Regions from separate parts of the Zea mays genome. Here regions 1 and 3 are each linked to region 2. Evidence: chromatin contacts called from public Hi-C data. All regions are on one chromosome and are shown on one strand. Each heading gives the region's core, a stretch centred on a gene start, on an enhancer-like site or on the middle of the called end of the contact. The rest is flanking DNA. Distances are from core to core; before and after follow the strand shown. Region 1 holds the start of LOC100284851 (bromodomain containing protein). Region 2 holds the start of LOC100101527 (starch synthase IIIb-1 precursor). Region 3 holds the start of LOC100277366.

Region 1 (3,727 bases), core at 1,119-3,618, 150 kb before region 2:
TCTTCATGTTTAAAATATCATGTGTATTTGACTGGAGGGACTATCAGTTATAAGCCCAAGAATAGCTGCCTTGCAATTTTCCTACATGAGTTGCATCTTATATTTGTTTAAAGTATAGAAAATAATAATACACCTGTATAACAGCGACATGAGAAACACAACGCGCGCGAAGGGCGCGTGAGATACTAGTATGTACCAAATAAAGACACATTAACCCATGGTCTTGTGGTGATACACAATAAAGAAGCACACGCCTACCAAAGGATGGTAATTTTCATAGATCAAGCAACACCACCAGAACAAACTCAACAGTCAACACAAATTTGCATGGTCGTTGAAATTTATCTTGCGTAATCCTATCCAAAATGCAGAAATAACTCTTACATCAAAAGTCATCACCCAACAAATGATACTGCATTGTTACTTATAAAACCATACTTTAATGTCATGCACAAAGCATCAATTACGAGAAGGTCGATCAACCCTACCATTAAGAACACAGACACTAGCCCTGGCCCCCTTCATACGAGAAGGTCGATCAGCTACTTTTAACACACCAGTACCTTCCACCTCCAGCTTACATACACATGGTGCTGTACTGCTGTCAGACACCCACAAAGCCAGTTTGTTATCTACTACTAACGTAATCAAAGCCTAAGCAGACACCCATGTCTCAGAAACAGCTACACACTTACAATTACCTGCACACGAACTCGGATCATTCAGATTTTCAAATCCTATTGTTACCAACCTCCCCTAAGTCAAAGAATGAGCATTGCCAGCTCCTGAGGCACTGTCCCCTGAGCTCCTCGACTCAGAACCTGTAAATGTAAAAAGTCCGCACCCTGAAGAAATTTTGGAACTATTGAAGGACTACACAATGCCAGCTTGATCATACCACTGGACGATGAAGAGCCACTGCCAGAACCACCAGAGCCAGTCGTACCTTCAGCGTCCTTCTCGATCTCCATGGATTGGTAAGTGGCTGCTGGCATTTCATCCCCAATATCAACATACTCATCCACCTGCTCAGCCACTGTAGTGCTCTTCACAGGTTCCTCACTCTCCTGCAAAAATAATAAATAAACAAACCAGCATCAGCGCCCAATTCACACGTCCACTAGCTGCAACCAAAAACAAACGTGCTGCTCCTATTGTCATTACCGCATCGTCATTGCCAACCAATGTAGGCACATCGCCCACAGGTGCAGTGTCATCCTCAGCCACAGCAGTACTGGTTACATCAGCAACGCCACCATTCAACATCGCAGCACGCTGGGACTTCTTGAGCGCCTTGTTGAAGTTAGTAACGAAACGATCAAGCTCCCACTGTGTCTCAACATCCATCTCATCAATATCAAGCTCGATCTCATCCCCAAGCATCTCCGGGTTGTTGTTCCTCTTGCGCACGATCTGAAGCACATTGTGCATCTTCTCTTCGGGCAGGCTCACCAGCCCCAGCCTGAGCATGTTCTTCTCCTCCAGGCTCATCTCCCTCTTGTTAGGCTCCCTCGCCTTGGGCTTCCGCATCCTCACATTCCCTGCTCTCGTCTTAGCCTTCGCCTCGACAGGCTCAACTGCCGGCGGAGGTGGCAGCTCAGCCGCCACTGGCCTCGGCGGCTCAAGGCGCTTGCGCTCTTCCTCTAAACAAACGAGCGCCTCCTTGTACATCCTCTCGAAGTAGGCGAGGAGGGCGCCAGCGAACGTGTGAACCTCGTGGCCGACCGGGTTGTACCGCAGCGCGTTGGTGAAGGTGAGGCGGACGTCGGCCGCGAAGTCGTCGTGCGAGGCGTACCTCCCGGCGGCGAGGCCCTCCTTGACGGTGCCGAGATCCATGGGGCGCTTGATGACGGCATGGTAGTCGTGGAGGCCGAGGCGCTCCACCTCGACGGGCGCGTTGAACCACACGCTGCGCTTGTCCTTGCGCAGCCTGCTGAGGATCTGGCCGCACCGCTTCCGCATCGCCCCGCGGAGCACCGCGCGCGGCGGCGGGCCCTGCTGCTGCCAGGTGTCGATGCGGGAGAGGAGGGCGCGGACCTGGCCGAGCTCCACCGCGAGGCGGTCCCGGAGCGCGCGGGCCTCGCGGTGGCCCAGGGACGCCGGGCGGAACTTCACGTAGCCGGCCGCCGCCCGCGGCTTGGACTTGGACCCGTCGGCGCGCGGGTGGGGCTGGCTGGGACTAGGGTTGGGGGGTATGGGCTCGAGCGGGGCGCGCGTCTCCCCCCAGTTGTGGTGGTGGCCCCCTCCCCGTCCGGCCAAAAGGGAGGAGGCCATCGCCGGCGCCGGCGAGGTCCCGCGAGCTCGACTGGTGCGCTGGCAATTCGGATCCTGGGGAGAGGGAGAGAGCACGGGAGCGGGAGAGAGAGAGGGAGGATGCAGGTGGACTGGTGGAGTGGAGACGACGGGAATTTTTTCCCCGAGTGGCGGGCGGATCTGGCCGGCGTCGGGAGAGGAGGGATCCGCGCCGTTGGTAGGATGAGTGGACGGATGGGATGGCTCGAGACTTTCGTCTCCGAGAGTCGGTGCATGGCCGTGGACTCTGGGTTTGACTGGTCGTTGGGAGACAGATAACTGTCATGTGGGGTCAGAGTGTGCGGTGGGGTCGTAGTCTTGGTGTTAGAGCCTCATGTCATGGCAGTAGAGTTAATGAGTTATAAAGCTGTAGTTTATAATATCAACTAATATAATAATCATGCGCTGCGACGGCACAATTGAATAAAATAGCTGCTTGCTATCTCTAGGATAGAGTTATACAAAAGATCTAACCTATGAACTTGTTTAATATCTCTAGGATATTAAAGCTTTCCTAGTTGTGTTCTACAAATTCTCGAACATGTATTTTGGAAGTAAAAGCCTAATTGTTCTATATGTAAACTTTCTGACTGAACCTGATAAAACGGCAGCTCCACTAATGAAAAAAACGTTAGGTTTTGTTTGAATACTTTAGTATTGACTCCAATCCACGTGTGTTGAGGTGGATTGAGGTATAAATTAGTTTAAGTTACATCAAATCCACCTCAATATATGTGGATTGAGCTCAATACTAAAATATCCAAAGTAGGCCTAGCAAATTAACTGACCTCGTCAGCAATGTCTCCACTTCCAAGTTGTTTTGTAAATAGCCTCTTTCCAGCATTTTTTGTTTGGTTCAGACATCTTCGGGACACTTGGACAGAGGAGGAAGCGAGTACCCAAGTAACTGACAAAATCCACACGGCCATGAATCGACGAGATCACCCCACGAATGAACATTCACCACACCTGAATTTCGTTACCATAAATAAATTGCACCGGTTGATGTAGATCAGACAGGGCTCGTCAAAGGCAGGTCGATTTCAGAAAGTTTTGTTTATGCAAAACTGAACTAATCCAGTGCTGCTACAAAAGGAAAATGTCGACCCTAGTTCTGAAGATAGACTTTGCAAAAGCATTTGATAGTGTTAATTGGGACAGTCTGCTTGTAATTCTACGCACACGAGGCTTTCCTGATCAGTGGTGCTCTTGGCGAAATCAGCTATCCTACTTAGGGTTTGTTAGTTTTGCTCTCAATCCATATGGATTAGATGAGTTTAAATATCAAACGAGTTAAAATCTTTTACAATTTTTTCCAATCTCATCCAATCCATATATGATAGAAATAATCGAACAAGACATTAATAGATTACTGGGGAGATGGATTTCTTGCGAGAAAGGCCTACAACAGGAAGACCCCCTTGTCTTCGTACTA
Region 2 (3,350 bases), core at 450-2,949:
GTGTCACCGTTAAAGAATACAAAGTCTAGTCTGTATGCCTGCTTGGGAATGTAGAGCTTGCAGCACCACCAATCCCCTCTTAATTCGCTTCTATGCATTGTTTCAGTGAAACGGTTCCATCTCCAACCATTGAATGCTCCTTTTACAAAAACGTCGGACTCACTAGCTAAGGCCGACATGCTGCGGTTTAAGTAAAGATCAATCATCGAATCAGCCTTCACTACTTCAGGGAAAACAAAACAGTTGTTCCCAGTCGAATAATTCTCATCAGCAAGCTCTTGAAGCCTCCTCAGTAGCACTTCTGGATCATCTTCAGATACCGGAAGCTCTTCATCTGCGTCTGTACTTATCCCGACATCATCTTCTAACGAGACAGCTTGCCCTTCCTCATTCTCGCTGCTTGCCTTTCCTGCTGCTGATTCAGTAAAATCCTTATGACCCACAACGGCCTCAGCAAATAGCCTGCCTTTTGTTGGTGCATCAACAATTGAACTGCCATGTTCCTCAGAACCAGTTATTGGTTCGTGCTGGCCGTGAAAACCGCCAACTGATTCGTTTTGTCCAGCAACACTTGCAAGTGACGAAGGTTCAGGTTTGGAACTTACTAGAGCACTTATTTTACCACGGTACTCATCAAGTTGCCGGTCGATTGAGTCATCATCCATGGACGCGGAAGGCAACGCTGAAGATTGATTTTGGTCAGCCTCTTCTTCGGTACCAGCTCCGTCCCTTTCTGCGCCACTTAAAATGTCTCCTGTCATGTAAACCTGAGACGATTCTTCAGCAGTACTTGCCTGCTCTGCTGCCTCGCCATAGAGTGACCCATTGGCTCTGCTGAAATCACCTTCATTGTTCCTGCTCTGTTCTATCTTCTTCGTACTGGATTCAGCAGTAGGTCTCGAAGCATACCCTCCAGAGGCAACGCCCTTGCTCTTAGAAGTCGATGCCCTCCTCGGATTCCTCTTGGGATAATCTGAGTAACGCAATGTCAGGAAGAAAGAAAAAACAAGAAACATGAGCTAAGCAGTAGGAGCAGTGAGATTGCTGTAACCAGAATCATTCCTCAAACCTGAACTTGATACCATGCATCGAACGAGCCCGCCTCTCGTAAATCTGCTGCACCTTACGACAGACTGTAACAGCAGACGAAGGTATAAAGGTGTCAGCGTTACGAGCTCCACAACTGATCCTTCGGTATCACAACAAGTTCTGTAACCAATCATTTTGTTTTTCGACGCAGGCTGCTAAACCACAATTTCCCACGGATCAAAAGCTTTTTCCGGAAACCACCCACCAATCAGAATATCCAGCAACGAACGACACGGACCAGAAAGCGAAAAGGAGAACGGGAAAAGCCGTAACTCACCAGCGCGAGGCCAGTGGCTGCAGCGGCCGGGCGCACGACGAGGGCGGGGCGGCCCCGGGAGCAGAGTGGGCTCTCCGCCCGGAGATTCATCTCCATTGCCGGCGGCAAAACCTCCCCCTCGCTCACTCCACCTGATCCCCCTCCTCGGCTCAAGAAAAGAAAAGACCGTCTCCTCTTCCCTCTCCCTTGCTCAGTATTTTACTCCATCCTCCACACGTAATTTGCATCCAAATGCGCAGCTGGGCTGTCTAGACGAAGCGCTCGCCCAGTCGCCCCTCGCCAGAGACAGAGAGGCTCTCCTCCTCCTCGGCCGCTCGATCGAGAGGGAAAAGGTGGCTCGTACTTTTACCGTGCCCGTGCGCATGTGTGACTGCCGCAGTGCCGCCTGCCTGCCTCCATTTTTCCCTTTTTTCGGTGGGTAAGGATTTTGCCGGGGGATGTGTGGATGGCGTTGGGGGCTGCCGCCTGCCACTGTGCGAAGTGCAGGCGCGGCCCCGCGCGCAGAGAGGTGGATCCAAAGCGGCTGCGGCTCCAGACTCTCGACTCGGGGACCCGGATCTCTAGCTCTCTGCCTCGCGATCGCGATTCAAGGTTAAAAAAAAAGGGGGTGTGGGTCCAGGGTTGCGCGACGGACGGCTGCTCTTGGTCGAGGAAGATATGGGAACGGGCCCACCGGCCACGGCATCAACGGAGCAAAGGTGCAAGGAGCCAAGGACGAGTCGTGTTGCTTTCGCCTGCCTGCCGCCTGCGGATGCTGATGCCTCTGCTCGGCCCTGCCGAATTCTGGAACATTCTGCTTAGATCTCACCGGTTTTTAATAATAAAAAAATTGCAATAACACCCTGCCTATCCGAAGGGTAACACTGGTTTAGGGTTATCAGGAACGAACCATGCATGTGAGTATGTGACCACTACTGAGATGCTACCGGAGATCAGTGTTCTTGAGCATATCCAGGCACATGATGCAGGAAATTAGACACGTGGCATCCTGTATTAACAAAAACAGGTTTATGTAGAATTAGTACTAGCAGACAGTGCGGTGTGAGCTGAATCAGCTGATTGTCGAGTGTCGACTCACCTCTGGTTCTAGAATGTTTGTCCAATTGTTCCTTCTCCTTGCAGAGCTGTCTGCTTCTTGACCATCATTCAATAGCTCTAGCTTCTTCTCGCCAGTTGTCAGAAAAAAAATGGCAAATGGATGCAAGTGTTTCTTATCCATCCTGTATTCCGAAGGGAGCCTAAGACAGTGTTTAATTCCGGAACCAGTTTGGATGAAGCGACCTGTCCCAGAGAGCGGTTTCGTCCGACAGATTTTGGGAGCCAAATAATTCAACATTTTGAACATAATTTTCTATTTTTAGAACCACTCCATTATATATGAAATCAACCCAAACAACAAAAAAAAATAGAAACAGAGCGGCTCCGTTCCACAACCATAATACTCCCGAACCAAAAACGCTACCTAAGAGTGGCAAGAAGAAGAACATTCTTTCAAAATCATTAGCTTCCTTCATCATAAAAACTGTGTAGCATCAAAAATATACTCCTACTCATCTTCTCAGAAATATTTCAGTTGTCTATCATCCCAATCGGACAAAGATATTACTAGTAGCATCTAAAAATGGAGGTAGAGTTTTGTGCATGTGTCTGAGCCTCTGAGGCTGAATGTTTTTCATTTACTGGTAACCATATTTTCAAAGGATTAGGAAAGCTTCTGCATTTATACAACACAAACAAACCTGACGAAATCCATTTAAGCGGAGGCAACATTACGTGACATCTGCCAAGACAACATGATATACTGATATTAGAATGTTCTTGAACGTATCCAAGCACATGGTGAACAAAATTATACATGTGGCATCCTATAATAAGAAAATTGTTTTATTTGTGTACTGTAGATTGTAGAACCTGCTTAGATCTCATCTTGTCTAATGTAAATGATGGTATCAATGCATGTTGTAGTTAAGCAAAAGAAATCATA
Region 3 (3,360 bases), core at 601-3,100, 170 kb after region 2:
GCGACTGGGTGCTGCTGCGCCTGCGTCATCGGGCAGCCTCCTCCCTTCCCCACGCGCCCAAGGGCAAGCTGAAGCCGCGCTTCGTCGGGCCGTATCAAGTCACAGAGCTCATCAATCCGGTGGCAGTTCGCCTAGCGCTACCTCCGCGTGCCAAGTTGCACGATGTCTTCCACGTCGGCCTTCTCAAGAAGTTCGTAGGCGCCCCACCAGCTACACCACCTCCTCTTCCACCCACTCACAATGGGGCGGTGATCCCAGAACCGGAGCAGGCTGTTCGGTACAGGTTGGCCAGGGGTATTCAGCAGGTGCTCATCCGCTGGAAAGGGCAGGCCACTACTGATGCTACATGGGAAGATGTCGCCAACTTCCGCGACAAATTTCCCCATTTTCAGCTCGAGGACGAGCTGATCGTCGAGGGGGGGAGAGATGTCATGTACGGCCGCACTTACAGGCGCCGTCGTGACGCCAGGAGGGCTGCAGATCGCGCAGCCAAGGCAGGCGCCACAATCAGTGGCTAAGTTTAGAAAGATAAGGATTAGTTTCCCTCTTGCATGCCTTAATAATAGGAGGGATTGGTTAAGATTAGTTTCCTTTTCATATGCCTTAATAATAGGAGAGATTGGTTAAGATTAGTTTCCTTTTCATATGTCTTAATCATAGGAAAGGTTGGTTGAACCAGAGGCTATATATATGCCGTGTAATAGGCTGGGAAATAATCAAGAAAGATCAATTATCCAAAACTGCTCTTCTCCCTTGTCTCTCTCAAGCCACCGATGAGGAATCCCTCACGGTGAAGGTCTGGAGCGCGACTACGAACTGCGTAGCCGCGGTCCAGCGACGTTGGGCGTCGAGGCGCTTGACAAAATTATTACTATTAGAATAAAATTCAATTGCAACCCTCCAATCCGGGGTAATGTGGGTTTTGTTGCTGTTGTGTCTATAGAAACATGGGCTACCATTGTTTTCGTGGACGTGGACGTCTACATTTTGAACACAGTGGTATTACTAATACAGTATGATGAATCCTTTTTGCTTCGCTTTGGCCGAGTGATAGGATGGATCGTGAGCGTACCGGGGATGCTTACTTTTAAGGCTAGCTAACATATTGTTTTATATCAGACTATACTATTTATATAGTGGAGTTTAAAAAAATGCATGAGTAAGCTGCTTTTAAGGTTATGACCACCACATTATGTATATAGCTATAAAAAATATTGTTTTACGCTGTATACTGTAAAAATATTGTTTTACGTTTTAGATTGTACGATTTATATAATAGATTATGAAATAAGAGATTTAGATGATTAAACTGTTGAAGATAGTTTAATAATGTCTTTTCACGAGATTAGATCTAGCTATCATTTGAATCTCTAGCATAGTTCTCACTTAAGTTGTTTTGCAACAGATAAGATTATGTAAAATAGGAGATTTGTACTTTAAATTATAGTAAAGTTTGAAATAAGGGATGAAATATATTAGATGGTGGAGACAGCTTATTTCCCTTTAGCAATGTCTTTCCTCGATTTCGAAAGTTTTAATTCCAAAGGCTAAGGCCATGCTCATCCGATCATCTATGATATATTCCATTTCTTATTTTATCTTTTATTTATTTTACATGATTCAAAGTTCATACAATCCACGTCTAACACAAGCAAGCAAATCTGGTGTATATATATATTTTAAAAAAACATGCCCATGCTTCGCGTCGTTGGCGTATGTAGCATACCGTACAGATGTCACCTATAAAAAAAATCAACGCCGGCAGGCTTTATGATTCGTGCGGACCAAAAGCAGACGCATCATCAGCCCGGAAAGAAGGAAGGGAGTACAGACGACAGAGGGCGCGAGCAGTCGAGCACTCGCGTCGCGGTGGCACCTGCGATCCGAAGCGAGTCCGAGTCACACGGCCACGCCCCTTGGTCTCCTTCCTCCGCTTGCGGCTTGCCTTTTTCGGGCCGCCTCCGCTCCTCTCTCTCTCTCTGGCTCTCTCCCTCTCCAATGGCCCGCCCCAGGAAGCCGCCGCCGCCCTCGCCGCCTAAGGCGGCGGCGCCGTCCATCGCTGACGCGCTGCTGCTGGCCACGGTCTGCATGGTGGGTCTGCCCGTGGAGGTGCGGGTCCGCGACGGATCCGCCTACGCCGGCGTCCTCCACACTGCCTGCGTCGACGCCGGATACGGTGAGCGCTCTGATCTTTCTCTCTCCCCTCACTTCCGCCGCGTCTCGCTGGGTCCCCCCCCCCCCTGCAGGGTTGGGGATCACGGGAAAGCCGTCCTGGAAGTGATCCGACAGTTGGCACTTGGCAGTCGCTGGACGGGTGGTTGTGATCGCTTGGAGCCCGCTGGATGTTAGTTTTCTCGGTGCGTCGGGAATCGGGATGGATTGGAGGCGGGTGGTAGGGATCGCTGGGTTTGTTCCATCTTTGTGGTACAGCTATGCATGCTTTCGTTTGTTCGCGACCAAGATCTCGCCCGTTTCGTCTTGGTTGGGGTGGTTGATTTTGCGGTGTCGTGGGAACCGCTGCATGATTGGGCTCGAAGGTACGGGTTATGGGGATGACGCACTGCGGAATTCCAAGATCATAGGGAGGGCTCCTAGTTTCTACAGTCTACGTAAATAGAATATTGTGGTAGTCATTTATTACTGAGTTTAACATCCAAAAAACTGACTTCTCTACAATAGTATTTATAAGATAACAACTTCTCTAAAATAGGATTAAGTGCCTTTTTACTTCCATTTCTCTTTTCTTCTTTTTTTCCCCAGCAACCAATGATCGAACTGCCCCTAAAGATTGTTTCTAGATACGCCAGGGTGCTGTCCACTCGCCATTTCCCAGATTGAAGAGGTCACAGTACAGAGAAAAGCGGCAATGGGATGGATGCAAGAACCGCCCCAAATTTGTCTGCTGATTTATATTACGTATCTGTCAAGTGCATGCTTGATTGATGGATATTATTTGGGAAAAATGGTCAGATTGCAGTATCCAACATTCTCGAATTTTTTTAATGTCACTAGAACAAAACCGAGAGGTGCTAGCTTTTTTTTATCTCGAACAAAGCATCAAAATGTATACAGAGAAGCTTGCTAAGCCTGCTGGAGCAAAAAAGAGGTCTGTTTTATTCGACCTGGGAAAGGGCGAGTGGACGACACCCTGCCGTTCAACTTCAATCTGGGTCGACTAACGATCCGGAAACAAAAAAAAACTCTAGGGATAGTTCGGTCATTCACAGCTGAAAAGAAAAAGAAAAGAAAAGGGAAGTAAAATGACACTTAATTCTATTCTACAGAAATGATTAACTTATAAGTACTATTTTAAACAAGTTATATTTATGGGTACTAAAAGAGAGAAGCTTGTTTAAATGA

Evidence for each region. A called contact is a pair of places that touch in the nucleus more often than the background predicts.
Region 1: a Hi-C map of leaf shows a contact between it and region 2, with 7 times the contacts expected there. The contact joins the promoter of LOC100284851 here to the promoter of LOC100101527 in region 2. A contact is called at or near these places in 12 of 25 Hi-C or Micro-C datasets (ear, leaf, leaf mesophyll and 3 more).
Region 3: a contact with region 2 is called in a Hi-C map of endosperm, with 3 times the contacts expected there. The contact joins the promoter of LOC100277366 here to the promoter of LOC100101527 in region 2. A contact is called at or near these places in 2 of 25 Hi-C or Micro-C datasets (endosperm and tassel).

Annotation. Positions count from the first base shown.
Region 1 is chr10:145,103,271-145,106,997 of Zm-B73-REFERENCE-NAM-5.0, forward strand. LOC100284851 (bromodomain containing protein) reads right to left here and starts at 2,369. Exons shown (of 3, transcript NM_001157746.2): 1 at 1,165-2,369; 2 at 899-1,067; 3 at 393-821. The coding sequence starts at 2,274. The coding sequence ends at 757. It also overlaps the pseudogene LOC103642074.
Region 2 is chr10:145,249,665-145,253,014 of Zm-B73-REFERENCE-NAM-5.0, forward strand. It overlaps LOC100101527 (starch synthase IIIb-1 precursor), which reads right to left and starts at 1,700. Exons shown (of 16, transcript NM_001112545.2): 1 at 1,367-1,700; 2 at 1,070-1,133; 3 at 1-973. The coding sequence starts at 1,462.
Region 3 is chr10:145,422,172-145,425,531 of Zm-B73-REFERENCE-NAM-5.0, forward strand. LOC100277366 reads left to right here and starts at 1,851. Exons shown (of 10, transcript NM_001361291.1): 1 at 1,851-2,176. The coding sequence starts at 1,999.